5 separate regions of the Sus scrofa genome follow, and all the other regions are linked to region 2. The links are chromatin contacts, called in public HiChIP or PLAC-seq maps. All regions are on one chromosome and are shown on one strand. The core of a region is the stretch at or near the end of the contact, and the rest is flanking DNA. Distances in the headings are between cores, read along the strand shown. Region 1 holds the start of SLC38A4 (sodium-coupled neutral amino acid transporter 4). Region 2 holds the start of SLC38A2 (solute carrier family 38 member 2). Region 3 holds the start of ARID2 (AT-rich interactive domain-containing protein 2). Region 4 overlaps SLC38A4 (sodium-coupled neutral amino acid transporter 4). Region 5 has its middle 60 kb from the start of SLC38A4.

The links. HiChIP or PLAC-seq counts read pairs in DNA pulled down with a chosen protein or histone mark.
Region 1: an H3K27ac HiChIP or PLAC-seq map of skeletal muscle shows a contact between it and region 2. The contact joins the promoter of SLC38A4 here to the promoter of SLC38A2 in region 2. A contact is called at or near these places in 3 of 5 promoter capture datasets (fetal liver, fetal skeletal muscle and liver), 1 of 47 Hi-C or Micro-C datasets (skeletal muscle) and 1 of 2 datasets of contacts at active chromatin or transcription factors (skeletal muscle).
Region 3: an H3K27ac HiChIP or PLAC-seq map of alveolar macrophages shows a contact between it and region 2. The contact joins the promoter of ARID2 here to the promoter of SLC38A2 in region 2. A contact is called at or near these places in 2 of 5 promoter capture datasets (fetal liver and liver), 3 of 47 Hi-C or Micro-C datasets (heart right ventricle, omental adipose tissue and skeletal muscle) and 1 of 2 datasets of contacts at active chromatin or transcription factors (alveolar macrophages).
Region 4: a contact with region 2 is called in an H3K27ac HiChIP or PLAC-seq map of skeletal muscle, with 4 times the contacts expected there. The contact joins the enhancer-like site here to the promoter of SLC38A2 in region 2. A contact is called at or near these places in 1 of 5 promoter capture datasets (fetal liver), 5 of 47 Hi-C or Micro-C datasets (embryonic fibroblasts, epiblast stem cells, retroperitoneal adipose tissue and 1 more) and 1 of 2 datasets of contacts at active chromatin or transcription factors (skeletal muscle).
Region 5: an H3K27ac HiChIP or PLAC-seq map of skeletal muscle shows a contact between it and region 2, with 10 times the contacts expected there. The contact joins the enhancer-like site here to the promoter of SLC38A2 in region 2. A contact is called at or near these places in 4 of 5 promoter capture datasets (fetal liver, fetal skeletal muscle and liver), 11 of 47 Hi-C or Micro-C datasets (adipocytes, brain, embryonic fibroblasts and 6 more) and 1 of 2 datasets of contacts at active chromatin or transcription factors (skeletal muscle).

What each region holds. Positions count from the first base shown.
Region 1 is chr5:77,488,266-77,490,965 of Sscrofa11.1, reverse strand. SLC38A4 (sodium-coupled neutral amino acid transporter 4) reads left to right here and starts at 1,424. Exons shown (of 16, transcript XM_013997965.2): 1 at 1,424-1,761. LOC106510389 reads right to left here. Exons shown (of 2, transcript XM_021092584.1): 2 at 2,108-2,608. The coding sequence ends at 2,131.
Region 2 is chr5:77,124,826-77,127,525 of Sscrofa11.1, reverse strand. SLC38A2 (solute carrier family 38 member 2) reads left to right here and starts at 1,383. Exons shown (of 15, transcript NM_001317081.1): 1 at 1,383-1,498; 2 at 1,801-1,882; 3 at 2,031-2,146. The coding sequence starts at 1,383.
Region 3 is chr5:76,635,950-76,638,649 of Sscrofa11.1, reverse strand. ARID2 (AT-rich interactive domain-containing protein 2) reads right to left here and starts at 1,265. Exons shown (of 22, transcript XM_021092987.1): 1 at 829-1,265; 2 at 621-714. The coding sequence starts at 920.
Region 4 is chr5:77,416,346-77,419,045 of Sscrofa11.1, reverse strand. SLC38A4 (sodium-coupled neutral amino acid transporter 4) reads left to right here. Exons shown (of 16, transcript XM_013997965.2): 14 at 2,104-2,248. LOC106510390 (a long non-coding RNA gene) reads right to left here. Exons shown (of 13, transcript XR_002344176.1): 12 at 2,477-2,571. Among named protein-coding and RNA genes, the nearest start is that of SLC38A4, 72 kb to the left of the region's middle. Within about 2 kb of position 1,280, at least 12 of the 83 cell types and tissues checked have an H3K27ac peak or open chromatin away from gene starts, as enhancers often do. A contact at or near this core is called in skeletal muscle, where this site is marked.
Region 5 is chr5:77,548,046-77,550,745 of Sscrofa11.1, reverse strand. No RefSeq gene overlaps it. Among named protein-coding and RNA genes, the nearest start is that of SLC38A4, 60 kb to the right of the region's middle. Within about 2 kb of position 1,360, at least 14 of the 83 cell types and tissues checked have an H3K27ac peak or open chromatin away from gene starts, as enhancers often do. A contact at or near this core is called in skeletal muscle, where this site is marked.

The DNA of each region.
Region 1 (2,700 bases), core at 175-2,674, 360 kb before region 2:
AATGGAAACTTCTTATGACAGTCTAAAGAGGTATACCATATCTGATTAGGTGAAGGATAATCAGCTTTCAAAACAGATATTTCTTATACATCCTATTTAAATCATTAATGAGTTGTTTTTAGGTTTCAAAATGGTAACTCCAGGAGTTCTCCTGTGGTTCAGTAGGTTAAGGATCTGTGTTGTCACTGCAGCGGCTCTGATCATTGCTGCAGTTCAGGTTTGATATCTGGCCCAGGTACGTCCATACATTTAGAGCCAAAAAAAGAAAAAAAGAAAGAAAACCCACCACTAACAAAATGGTAGTTTCAGTGAGGGTATTTATGGCATCATCCTTCTATTGAATTTGCATTGTTGGATAGTTTTAGTACAATTTAATGTTTGTGCAATATGTATTAATGGAGAGTTTTAAATATTTCTGACTATAATACCACTGCATTACCCAGATGGATTTCTTGTTGTTATTGTTGTCTTGTTTCTTAAAGTGCTAAGATCTGCTGGTGTACTTGTTAGTGGGAACCATAAAATGAGAGGGTTCTAGGTATTCAAGTTCTGAACAAATGCTGAGACTGACCATTCTGAATAAGCCGAAATAAAATAAAGTGTTCCTTAAAGAATGACAAATATAGAATAAACATGGCATTGTGAACATATTACTTGGGCCTTCTTTGAAACAGGAATTTCGATTAACTTCAGAAAATGGTGTGGGTTTTTTCGTTTGTTTTTTTGGTGTTTGTTTGTTTGTTAGTTTTTGTCTTTTTAGGGCCACACCTGAAGCATATGGAGGTTCCCAGGCTAGGGGTCCAATTGGAGCTGTAGCTACCAGCCTAGACCAGAGCCCCAGCAGTGCGGAATCTGAGCTGAGTCTGTGACCTACACCACAGCTCGTGTCAATGCAAATCCTTAACCTACTGAACAAGGATTCTTAACCCACTGAGTGAGGCCAGGGATCGAACCCGCATCCTCATGGATGCTAGTTGGGTTCTTTAACCACTGAGCCTCCACAGGAGTGATAGGTATTTTTCTTTAGAGTGATAGGTAGTGCCTTGGATAAGCAGAAATGAAATTATGGTGCAGTTTATTAAATCCGTATATGCTGAAGATTTCTTACCGTGGAATCCTAGGAAAAAAAATTACCACTAAAGACCCCTACTGATGGTTAAGTGCTGGCAAGCTAGTCTCTTCTCTGCTCTTGCATAAAGTGATTTATACTATGAATGACAGGGCGTTTTTGGTACCCCTTCCCCAGCTGTTTTTTCCCCCCTTTATATCAAGTTCAGGTTTGACATCCCCAAACCTGGAGGACGTTTAGAGCCATCCATTGAGAGAAAAACAAAGCTCTTTTCCAGACTTCAAAATGAGGATCGACGTGTATTTCTGTACATAAGACAGATCCAATTAATGCAACCTTGACTAATGAAGAAAATTAATCATCCCCAAAAAAATCCTCGCAAAAAAAGCCCAGCTCACACCGTGAACCCAGGAAAGTGGGCTCAAGGGCTGGCAGGTCCCAGGCTTCACTCTTGGGGGACAGCTGGACAAGGCAGCCCCACCTGGGAGGATGCTTTTGTTTACATCTCAGGTTGCCGCCTGATGATTGGTGGCTGGGCTGGAAGGGAGGGTCCATAGGAAATGCGACACTGGGGATGCTGCCCCCTATCACATGATGGAAATTTCCACTCTTTAGAAGGCGAAAAGAAAGAAGGGTCTCTCAATCCATCCTTTTCCCCCGGATCCCAATCGGGAGAGGGAAGAAAAAGGCGGGTGAGTGAAGCTGTTTCTATTTTCCGTTAGACTTAGAGACTTGTCACTGTGCAAACTTGTGGCTGGATCCTACCGGTGATGAGTGTGTGCGCATGGGGACACGCACACGTGTGTGCAGCCGTTCATTAAACAGTCTGGGGCTTAGGTCAGGCGCCGTGGCTCTTCATGTCTTGTTGATGGTCCCCAATCCTTACTGTCATTTCCCAAAGGATCCCACTTTGGGCGGGTTATTGCAGGCTAACGACTGGAATGACAGAATTAAGTAAACCAGGGCACACCGGGGTGTGTTGGGGTGGGTGCGGTGAGGACACAGGCTGGGAGGGTTCCTGTGCCTCCCTTTGCCAGGAGTGGTGGCCATGCCAAGGCTGCCTATTCCGGGGGTGCAGGGGTGGGGAGGGCAGGGGGTGGCTGCCGTGTGGGACACCCCCGCTCCCGGGCCCGGGATTCCCTGGGCTCTTGAATTTCGAGATGCTTGCCCTGAGACAGCCTCCCACCGCGGTAGCCCGGCCGCCTGCCCGACGGAGGAAGCCCGAGTCCCGGCTGCGGGATCTGGCTCCGCGTCAGCTCGGGTTCGTGCCCCGAAGGTGTTATCCTAGTAGCGGGACCCATGCCCGTGTCCTCAGAGCGGGGACAGTGGGTGCAGCACTTAAAATAGATCCATCGTCGCTGACAGCTGGGCCACCCAGGAGACCTGCAAGTTTGGGGAGGCTTCTTCAGGGCAGGAAAAAAGGCGAGAGCAAGCTGGGTCCCAGGGGCCTTGGCGGTGGGCGGTGAGCAGGTTTGAAGACTGAGCCCGCGGTGCTGAGCGAGGCATCCCGCGCCGTCGAACTGAGAAGCCTGGGGCGCCCTGGAAAGAAGGAAGAGTCGGCGCAGAAATGCGGTGGAAAGAAGAGTGGAGCCGAGCAAACGGAGAGAGGACGTCGGGGAATAAGGAAGAAG
Region 2 (2,700 bases), core at 134-2,633:
CGTACCATTTCCCTTTTTAAATTAAAATTCTTTTCCTGTCTGTTGTTGGGGTTTTGTTTTTGTTTTTGTTTTTTTACAATTTTTGTTTGACTGAGAAAAACTCACCGAAGGCCTTTGCGTGTTGTTTCCGGGATACAGGAGCCGAGACCTCTGAGGTAAAGCGCGCGGGGGCGTCTGTGCAAAGGGCGCGGGCCCCCGGCGGAGCGGGGGAGGGGCGTCCGGGAGGGGCCGCGGCGGGAAAGCAGCTGCGGGTGGTTTGCTTCAGCGGAGGGTGTTTTCGGTCTGCTGGCCAGTCTTCGACCCCGGCCCGCACGAGGGTCACCGCCCTCCTCCGGGCGGGGGAGGGGCGCGACGCAGGGGCCGCGTGCCCGCCCGGAGCGGAACCGCATCCTCCCGTTAGGGGGAGGGGAGCCAGCTGGGCCCGCGGCTCCGCTGCGACAAGTCTTCTGACTGATTTGAATTAATGAAAACAATTACAGCCAAGGGTCCCGGAATTCGGGGGCGGCGGAGGAGGGTTCGGGTTTTTAGTATAGCTTGGGGGCCAGGACTGGGGAAGAGCAGCCGGGAACGTTTGACAATCGGCGATCGATATTGCATCAGTTTCCTTTCCGGGCATAGGAGGGGCCAACCGGGCGAAGCGCTCGCGGGCCGAATGCCTGTGGACGGGTGTGCTCGAAGGCACGGGCGTGCGCGTGTAAACAAACCTTAGGCGCTTCTGCGAGCCCGCGAACGGACGTCCTCCCCTTCTCGGGAGAGGAGCACTCGTGTCAGCCCTTTTCGCCCGCTTTGAGTCTGTGTGCCGCAGAGGCATTTCCCCTTCTGGGGGCTCCGGGAGTGAAAGGACGGACGACGCGGCATTGCTGTTGCAAATGCCAGACACGGGGAGCTTTGCGCTTGGGCTCTGGGCTGCTTGCACATCCAGCCAATGTTTGGGTGGGATGTGTGCCCTGCGTGCATGTGCATGACCAAGGAGGCTTCGAGAAAAGCAAGAGACTCCTTCCCGTGAAAGTGGAGAGAATGGAGAGGGCGAAACTCTAAATTCCAGTGGCGAGAGGCCGCGGGGTTCAGAGGGCGCGGGCCTCCGAGGCCGCAGCGCTGCAGTGGGACCATCTTTGTTCTCCGCGGCTCCGCGGTCTGTACTTTTCCGCCCCTCCGCGCGCGCCCCCGCCCCTCGCGCTCGGCTGGTACTTTTCCACTCGCCTGGCCAGGGATGAATCAGCCGCGCTGCGCCGCCCGGCGGCGTCACGTGACCAGGGCGGGCGGGCGCTGCAGTCCTGACGCGCCGCCTCTACCTTCACAGGCAGCCGCCCGGGCCCGTGCATCGCCAAGGACAAAAGGCACCCGGCGTTACTTGCTGCTCCCGATTCCTGTCGCTCCACAGCATGAAGAAAACCGAAATGGGAAGGTTCAATATTTCTCCGGATGAGGACAGCAGCAGCTACAGTTCCAACAGCGACTTCAACTACTCCTACCCCACCAAGCAAGCTGCTCTGAAAAGGTGGGAGAAGTTGTGTGCTTTTTTAAAAAACGACTTGTATATACACTGAAGGTTCTTTACCTGGGACTCTGCTTCTGTTGCTTTAATTTACTGTAGCGTTTGGAGAGACTGTGCAATTTTTGAGATGATGGGGTTTATTGCAATGACATGATATCCTGTAAAAGTCTTCCAGTTAAAAGACTCCTAGTTAATGTGCATTTAAATAAAGATGTGTGACAGCTAAATGGGATGGGGGCTTTTGTGTTAAAGCATTCCTTTGTATCTTTCAGCCCAATTTAGGATTTTTTTCTCTTTTTTTGCAGCCATTATGCAGATGTAGATCCTGAAAACCAGAACTTTTTACTTGAATCGAATTTGGGGAAGAAGAAGTATGAAACAGACTTTGTAAGTTAAAAACAATATTTTGTATCTCTGTGGCTTTATGGACTAAAAGAATAGTTTTACTTTTAGATTTCAAATCTAACTTGCCCAAAGCTGGTTTTTCTCCTTTTAATTATTGTTATATGTTTGGTTATCGTTTCCCTCTATGTAGCATCCAGGTACTACTTCCTTTGGAATGTCAGTATTTAATCTGAGCAATGCGATTGTGGGCAGTGGAATCCTTGGGCTTTCTTATGCCATGGCTAATACTGGAATTGCTCTTTTTATGTAAGTATGTGTAAGTAGAGAGTCTGCCATGCAGGGCAGTTAATATGATACAACGTATATTTTGGCTCCAGAGACTGAATTTACAGTTGAAGTAGTTAAAAGTCATTTGCTTGAAATTTAAAATATGAGAATTCAGAAAAATCTCTTTATTCTACTATTTAGCTGCATGATACTAAAAAAGCCAATTAGAGAGGAAAAATTAGGACAACATCCAAAACTGATAATTAAACTGAAAGTGTTTAAGTCAGTGGGAATAGTTAAAATTGAAAAGTGATTGGCTATTAAAAAAGAATTGTTGATAAGTCCTGGGTAGTTAGAATTTTTGTTCTGGCAAAATCTGAAGCAAGAGGTATTAAAAAACATGGTATCTCCAAGTCAGTTGGTAAATTGACAGTCATCCCAAGGACCTGTGGCCCCTTATGTACATAAGGAACACAACTAGTTTTTTTTTTTAAATATATAGGGTGTGGTGGTATTTGCCTAACCTGGAACATGTTTGTTTTGAGACAAGTGAGTCATAATCTTCTGGACACAGAAAAGCAACCCATATGTGA
Region 3 (2,700 bases), core at 16-2,515, 490 kb after region 2:
TTTGAGGCCTACAGCTTCTGCCTAGCCTTGAAGCCTAAGATGGCTATTTGGAGACAGGTCCTGGTTTCTTTTGTTAGCTGTATAAACCGAGGGCGACGGGGCCGAGGCTGTGCCCCCGGCTGCCGGGATCATTTCGCAGCCGATTATCGATGTTAAACCTGCCCGCGCTAATTTTGAGTTGCACGAAAACTGCTCTCAGAGTCTGTGTGTCTCTGTGTCTCCGCCTGTGCTAGAGCGGCAGCGGCGGCAGAGCTGACTCGCGAGCGAGCGGGCGGGCGGGCGCGGGCGCGGGGCGGGCGCGGGGCTCGGGCGGGCGCCCCGCACGCCCGCACTCCCCGCTGCGGCGCTCAGACCCCGCCGGGCCGGCCGGGCACCGGGCAGGGCGCGAGCCGGCGCCGGGCCGCCCGCCCGCCGAGCCCCGCGCCCGCCGCGCGCACGCGAGCCACCAGGCCAAAAACAGCCCCGCCGCCGTCCGCCTCCGTGCCACCGGCTGGGAGCGAAAAGAACGCCTCTGGCCCCCGCGGGCCACCCCCCCAGCCCCGAGCGCCCACTCCGGGGTCAAAGGAGACTTTTTGGAGGAGGCCAGCGAGAGGGAAATACAAATTAAAACTTCCACTCACCTTCGCGAATCCGCCTAAAGTAGTGACTCTGGTGTAGAGACCGTGAAGATCCAGCTCCTTCCCACCCACCGCAGGGATTTTTTTAAAAGGCGACCTGCGGGAGAGAGAAAGCCCCGCACTTGTCAGCCGGGACCCCGCGCCGGCCCGGGCGGGAGAGCCCTGTTCGCCCCGGCTCGCCCCGGCGCTGCCCCCCCGGTTCTGCTCTCACCCTCTGCTGTGGTGGAACTGCCGCAGCTCGTCCAGGAAAGCGAGTCCCTTTCTCCGCTCGTCCGGAGGCGCCTTCCCCGTCGAGTTTGCCATTATTTTTTCAAAGGAGGTTTTTAAAAAACCCAGATCGGTGTTTTAAAAGCGCCCCCCGCTCCCTGCGCTTCCTACCAGAGCCCGGAGCCCATTCCTCGGCCGGCGGCGGCGGGGCTCAGTCATGGGCCGGCGGTGGCGGCGGCGGCGGCGGCGGCGGCGCAGGGAGGGAGGGAGGGAGGGGGAGGAGGAGGAGGAGGAGGGGAAGGAGGGAGCAGGAGGCCAGGGGGAGAGGAGGGAAGGAGGGAGGGGAATTTCTAAAAAAGTTTAAAGAAATCGGAGCGAAACTAGAGGGGCAGGCGACTGCCGGATCCGCGCGAAGCCGCGGGGCGAGCGCGGCCCCCACCCCTTCCTTCCCTCCCTCCCCGCGGCCCGGCTCTCGCCCGCCTCTCAGCGCCGCCGGCCCAGGCGGCTCGGCCCGGGGACGCGATTCAACATGGTGCTGCTGCCGGGGACGCGCGAACAGGCCAGGGGAAAGGCGAGCTGACGGTGAGGGGCCGGGGCGGCCGGAGGCCCGGGAGTTTCGGCAGCCGCGGCGGCGGCGACGGCGGCGGCGGCGGCGGGGCTGGGGCAGGCGGGGCTGGGGGTGGGGAGGGGGAGGTCTGTGTGGTGGTTTGTGGAAAGCGGGGTGACAGCGTGTATTCCGGCCGCAGCTCCGCTGGGCCCTCGCACACATTCACGCGCGGCCTCGCGGCCGGGGCGTCCCCGGGCAGAAGGCACCGGCGGCAGCCGAGCCGCTGCGCGCCACCCGCCTGCTTCCCTCCCCGCCAGCCTCCCTCTCTGCCGGCTCCAGCGCCGCCACAGCCGGGCAGCCAGCGCCGCACAGCGACCCCCGAGGGCCGGCCGCGGCACTGCGCCTGGCTCCACACCGCCCCGGCTGCTCCTCGCGGGGAACAATAGACTCGGCTCGCCGGGCTTAGGGTTCATCTGCAATGTGCCGCACATTTCACACGCACACAAAGCCGGCGGAAAGGGGGGAGGCGCGGGGAAACGGCCACTACCGGTTGTTCCAGGGTTAGGGGTGGAGGCGATGTTCGCGTCCCCGGCCCGGCTGTTGGAAGGGCCCATTGGAGTCCCCGCCCGCCCGACAGAACCTGTGTGGCGCTCGGGAGCGAAAGGAAGCCCAGAGGGGCAGCTCCTCACGCTCCGCATCTTTTCACTGATCAGAATAAAGTCAATCTGTCAATCTTTTTTTTTTTTTTTTTTTTTTTTTTAAGGTCTAAGAGAATCGGCTTTTCTGAGCCTTGTGCTGGTATTTGGGGGCCTGGTTAGCACATTTTCCATGAATTATCCACAAACTAACTTTAGCGAACTGTAAATGAAATACAATGTGAACTGTCCTAGTTCTGTAGAAATAGAGTCATGCTCTTAATTCATCTTCCCTTTGGCTTCACGTCTCAAACTAGATTATTCTGTGCTGAGTTATGCAAACAGTAATTAAACTGGTTGGGAAGCAATCTTTTGAACTTTGACGATAATAATTAACATTTGTTTTTATATTAAGGTATCTTAAAGATAGTGCGCTTTAAACCACTATTGACTAAAACCTTTAATTTTTGCTTTCTCTGAAATGTCTCACATGCGACCTTAGTTCCAAATATTTTTTCTTTGAAGCTCAAAAAAAAAAAAAAAAAAAAAAAAAGGCTGCTTAGATGGGAGACTCAACACCTCAACAAATACTACAAGTTTGCATCTACCAGCAGCTGGAGTCAGCCCTTTGCTACAAATGTTAATTAAGCTCCACGACGTGTGAAGCCTATTATCATTCCCATTTCTGTGACGG
Region 4 (2,700 bases), core at 31-2,530, 290 kb before region 2:
CAGGGATTTATTATTCTTTATTCAAGTTTGAAGAGCAGGCTTTCACCATGTACTTCAACCATTATCCCTGTAAACTTTCTATACTATTACATCATTAAGCCAAATCTCAGTCTTTCTAGAGCCACGAGACCTTAAGAAACTGCATTTATTTCCACTCAAAGGCTCAGTGCACATAGATTTGCCTCTAACTCAGCTTTCTGAATTAGAGAGCTTATTTCTTTTTTTTTTTTTTTTGTCTTTTTTTAGCTATTTCTTGGGCCGCTCCCACGGCATATGGAGGTTTCCAGGCTAGGGGTTGAATCGGAGCTGTAGCCACCGGCCTACGCCAGAGCCACAGCAACGCGGGATCCGAGCCGCGTCTGCAACCTACACCACAGCTCATGGCAATGCCGGATCATTAACCCACTGAACAAGGGCAGGGACCAAACCCGCAACCTCATGGTTCCTAGTCGGATTCGTTAACCACTGCGCCACAACGGGAACTCCGAGAGCTTATTTCTACAAAGGACTAAAAAGCACATACATGTGACCTCTGCTGAGAATAACCTGTATTCTACTTGTTCATGCTAAAAATGTATCACTTTCAAACAAACATAACCTAAGCACTACACATATATCATAGAAAGCTTATTTTAAGCTTGCTAAGTTTGGACCATATTGCATAAGCACTAATCGTAGGACATAATGGAGAATTTATAAGCTGCTGGGGAAAACAAAATCAAACCATTCATTTTCCTCAGTCTACTTTACAGGGTGAGTTTTACAATTTTCACTCATCCAATTTTCAAAATCCGTTACAAACTCACTCTTTAACTGTTTCCAGAAACTATCTGGCTTTGTCATTCTGAAATGAAATTGCCTGTTAAACCTAAACATATGGTTTAATTTGGGGTGGACCGGAATGAAAAGAATGTCGCATTAGACACTGCAAGCAATTCAGCTCAAAGTTTTTGTCATTCATACGTGAGCTTCAAAATATATTTTACATTTTCTGTCTTTTAAATGAATTCCCTTCTCTGCACAGGTAAGAGACTGCAGAAGCAAAATTTTAAAGAGAATATCAATCCCAACCTTTTTATAAATGGGAAGGCCTAGCTTCACTGAAGTGCTCCCTTACTGGAAAGCCAATGAACTAACTCCACTAAGTCAAAAAATGTTTTCTAAAAGATTCCAAAGATAAGAATATTTCCAACTTTGTCAAACTGTTCAAACATAATCCGCACTCCCTCCCTCTACCCACAAGGATCTTTTTATCCAGTTACGTCAGGGTAACTTGAGCGGCTGCTGCAATTGGAGCCTCTCCTGACCCTTCACCTACTTATTTCAGTGGCTGAAACAGGGCTCAGATCGGTCAAGGATTATAAAGGGAGGGAAGAGATTCATTCTATTCAGTTTAATTCAACATTTATTAGTGCCTGCTGTGTGCAAGACACTACAGTAGAAACTCTGAGGAATGTTAAGATCTTGTTCTTTTGGCATTTATAATCTATACTTGGGAGGGAGGAAAAAGAGAAAGGAGGAAACATAAAAAGTATCATATTTTTTAAAATATTAGGAGGCAAAAATGTTAAATCAAATGTAAAGTTAAGAAATACCTAGGTTCCTAAAAATTCTGTTGACAGTCACATGCAGGTAAATTCAGTGCTTGCCTTTAATACTTAATCCAGGCTGATAAGACATGATTAGAAATCAACAAGGGTTTTACCGTGCCTCTGTATTATAGATCTTATCTGTTCTTTTACCTCTTTCTGACTGAGATTCTTTTTAAGAAAAAATTCTGAAGGCTGAGAAAGTGAACAGAAGATAGAACACCAAGGAAAAATGACACCTTTCCAGACATCACACATTAGCAGCGAACTTGCACAGCAATGTGAATGTACTTAGTGCCACTGAACTCGACATTAAAAATGGTTACGATGGTACATTTTATGTTATTTGTACTTTACTACAATTTTAAAATTCCAGCATAAAAACCAGCTTCATGATCCCTTCTGGGAGAGAAACGAAGAACAAAGAACATGCTTTAGAGTGATGAGAATATTTAAAATAGTAAATAAAGTAAAAACAAAGCAGTGACCTTACTTTTGAACCTTCTTGTTGCAGATTCGTACATCAGTGACCACTCTGTTATTTCCCAAAAGACCCTTCAGCTGGATAAGACATTTCCTAATTGCAGCCATAGTTATTGCACTTAATAATGTTTTGGTGATCCTTGTGCCAACTATAAAATACATCTTTGGATTCATAGGTAAGTGTCAGACAAGCTTTTACTTGGTCAACTCAAGTGGATACCTCCGTAAACAGAGGACAGGGAGCCAGTGATGGGAGGTCAAAATCTCAGTCCCTCTCAGGCTCACAGAATTCCTAGTAGCCCAGCTGGGCTCCAGCTGGTCACCTCCCCAGCCCCCACCCCGCACCTCGCCAGGTGACACTGGAAGTTATTCTTAGGATCAGAAAAGTTAGTGCTAAAGCCTACCTTATAGGTTGTCTAGTCTAGCTGCCTCTTCTGACAGACAAAACAACTTGAGCCCCGTAGAAGCCAAGTCATAAAGCTTGGACTAGACCCAGGATCTGCAAAAAAAAAAAAAAAAAAAAAGAGAGGGAGGGGAGTTCCCGCTGTGGTGCCGTGGGTTAAGAATATGACTGCAGTGTCTTTGGTCCCTACAGAGGTGTCAGTTTGATCCCTGGCCAGGTAACAGT
Region 5 (2,700 bases), core at 111-2,610, 420 kb before region 2:
ATGAACATGAAACACTGAAATACTAGAGGAAAGCAAACAAAAACCAAAGAAAGTAGAATTGAGACAACAAATGTTTTAAAAATTACTTTGTATTTTACGTTTTTGCCACAGTGTGTTGTGGCTTCATACGGAATCTCAGTTCCTAGACCAGGGATTGAACCATGGCTGCAGTGGTGTAAGTGCTGAATTCTAATTACGAGGCCGCCAAGGAACACCCCCAAATTATTGTTTTGTTTTGTTTTTGTTTTTTGCTGGAACAAAGTAATGCTAAAAATATCCTTCCTAGAGAAAATTAGAGGCACACCAACCACCTCTAAATAAAGAGATTCTCAGTCAATCAAATATTTTCTAAACCTAGCAGTTGTTAATTTGCAACACCTTGATGGGAAAGGAAGGCCAATGATTTGGGATGTTTCTTTCCTAGTAAAATGGGATATGACCAGTAACTTGTTGCATTCCATAGCTTATGTAGCTTATCTTTATTAAGATAGCTTATATGAACTGAGAACTTGTAAAGTACCAGAAACAACATTAAGTATTTTTTACTTGTTACCTTATTTTATAGATACAGTGTGATGTCATCATCCATAAACTTATGCAGTGAGTGACTGCTAGGGCTCTGGACACGGGCTCTGTGAGGCTGGGTCCCTGCTTCTCACTGCTGTACTGCATTGATCACCACGTGGAACCGCAGCTTGGGAGGGAAAAGAGCTGATCAGCTCACCAGGCCCACCTCCTCTACCACATTTTGTCAAGGTTTCTTCTTTTAATGAACCAACAATGGTTTCCCAAGAAACAGATTTCTACAAATGGTTTTGCACATTGCAGGATCCAAAACAATGCCAACTGAATAAGAGCAGCTGTACAAGAGTGGTTTGATCCTATCTGTATGAATAAAAGCAGAGGGTTTTTACAGTTTTACTAAAAGAACACAAAGGAATGTTGGCCTCTCCTAAAATGAATCCCATTTTTAAAAATTGAAGTGTAGTTAAATTACAATGTTATGTGAGTTTCAGGAATACAGCAAGGTGATTCCATGATAGACAGATAGGTGATAGATAGACAGATATGTATCTATATGTACATATATCTATATATTTTCAGATTATTTTCTATTATATGTTGTTACAAGATATTGAATATAGTTCCTTGTGCTATACAGTAGATCCTTGTTTAAGAATGAATCCCATTTTAAATACTCAAATAACTTAGAGTAAAATAGAAAAACAACAACAAAAAAGTGCGACAGTTAAATTAACTTCTTTGAATTGCCTTGAAAACAAATGGCCGAGGGCAAAGATGGAGGTGATTTCTCTGTGTTCTCCACGTGGGGGCGCACTGAGCCCTCCTCAGGCCTTAGGACAAGCCTGTAGCTCCGAGTGTGTACCTACCAGATAAGGAAGAAGAATGCAGGAGCAAGGCCAGAGGCCCCTGAGAACCATCAGTCACGTTCAGGGGGATCAACGATCTTTATCAGCAGCGCTCAAGCGCTCGTGTCCATCCTCACAGGCCTGGGCGACCTTCCCGTGGGTTGGCAGCAATCACGACCAGGCCTCGGAGGTGGATGCAGCCATTCGCTAGTTTTACAGAAGTCCCCGCATAACAATAATCACAGCACACCACTGTTGTCCTTTGCACTCAGCGAGGGTGAGCACGCGTCTCTTCTGGAAGGCTGTACATTCTGGGTCTCTTCTCCCCAGTCGGGATAAAATCTCTTCATGAGACACATCAGCAACTGTGAGGGGATGGCGTGTGAGGCACACCTTTTAAAATAGGCCTGGTGACATAATTCAGTAAGTGGCTCTTTCCCAGGCTGGGGTGGAACCTATTTCCAGAGGAAGATAAAGGCAGCGAGCCAAAGGTAGCCAGCCAGCCCCCTGAGCCGAGCAAGCCCGGGCCCAGAGAAAGACCAAGGTCAGGAAGCTTTCTAGATTTCCTTCCTCTCCCCCTCCCCTAAACATAGCTCTGAAACGCAGTAGCCATAGGTACCTTTTCTTTGGAAAGCCAGGAACAGAGGCATTTACAAGAAAACAAAGGGGGAGGCTGGTTTAAGACGCCAGAGCCTGAGGGAGATTCCTGGGTGGGCATTAGAAATACTTGACACTCATTTCTATTCTGTCCCAGACTCTTCAACATGGTTGTCTCAGGACGTGCTGAGGGATTCCCTAGCTCCTGGTTTCAGGATAACGGAGCTGTGGGTGCTGCCCGACTCCCTCTTGTAAAGGCCCCTCTTGCTACTGGGCACCCGTCTCATGACAGAAGGTGCCTTGAGGTAAAGCAATTCACTCTCAAGTGCTCCCAGTAGATGGCAGCACTAACCTGGCTCATTTAGTTCAGCGTCTGCTTTGGCAGCAGAACTCGGCCTGTTGCTTCAATGGCAACATCGTAAGGATGGGAAATAGATAATTAGATGCTTGCCTTAAAAAAAAAAAAAATGTCTACTTGGGAAATAGATAATTAGATGCTTACCTTAAAAAAAAAAAGATGTCTACTTGGGAAGGAAGAGGTTGGAGGATTTTGCCCACATTCATGGAGACACGTGCAAGGCAAAGGGAAAACCTTGCTTCGTTTCAGGTGGCTTTTCTTCCTCACCAAAGTCCCAGACACATCCATTTGTTACGACTTTCCTGAAGAAAAGAAAAGATAAGGCTTGGAATTAAAAAGAGAGAATTGGTATTTTACTATATAAAATTTCTATCT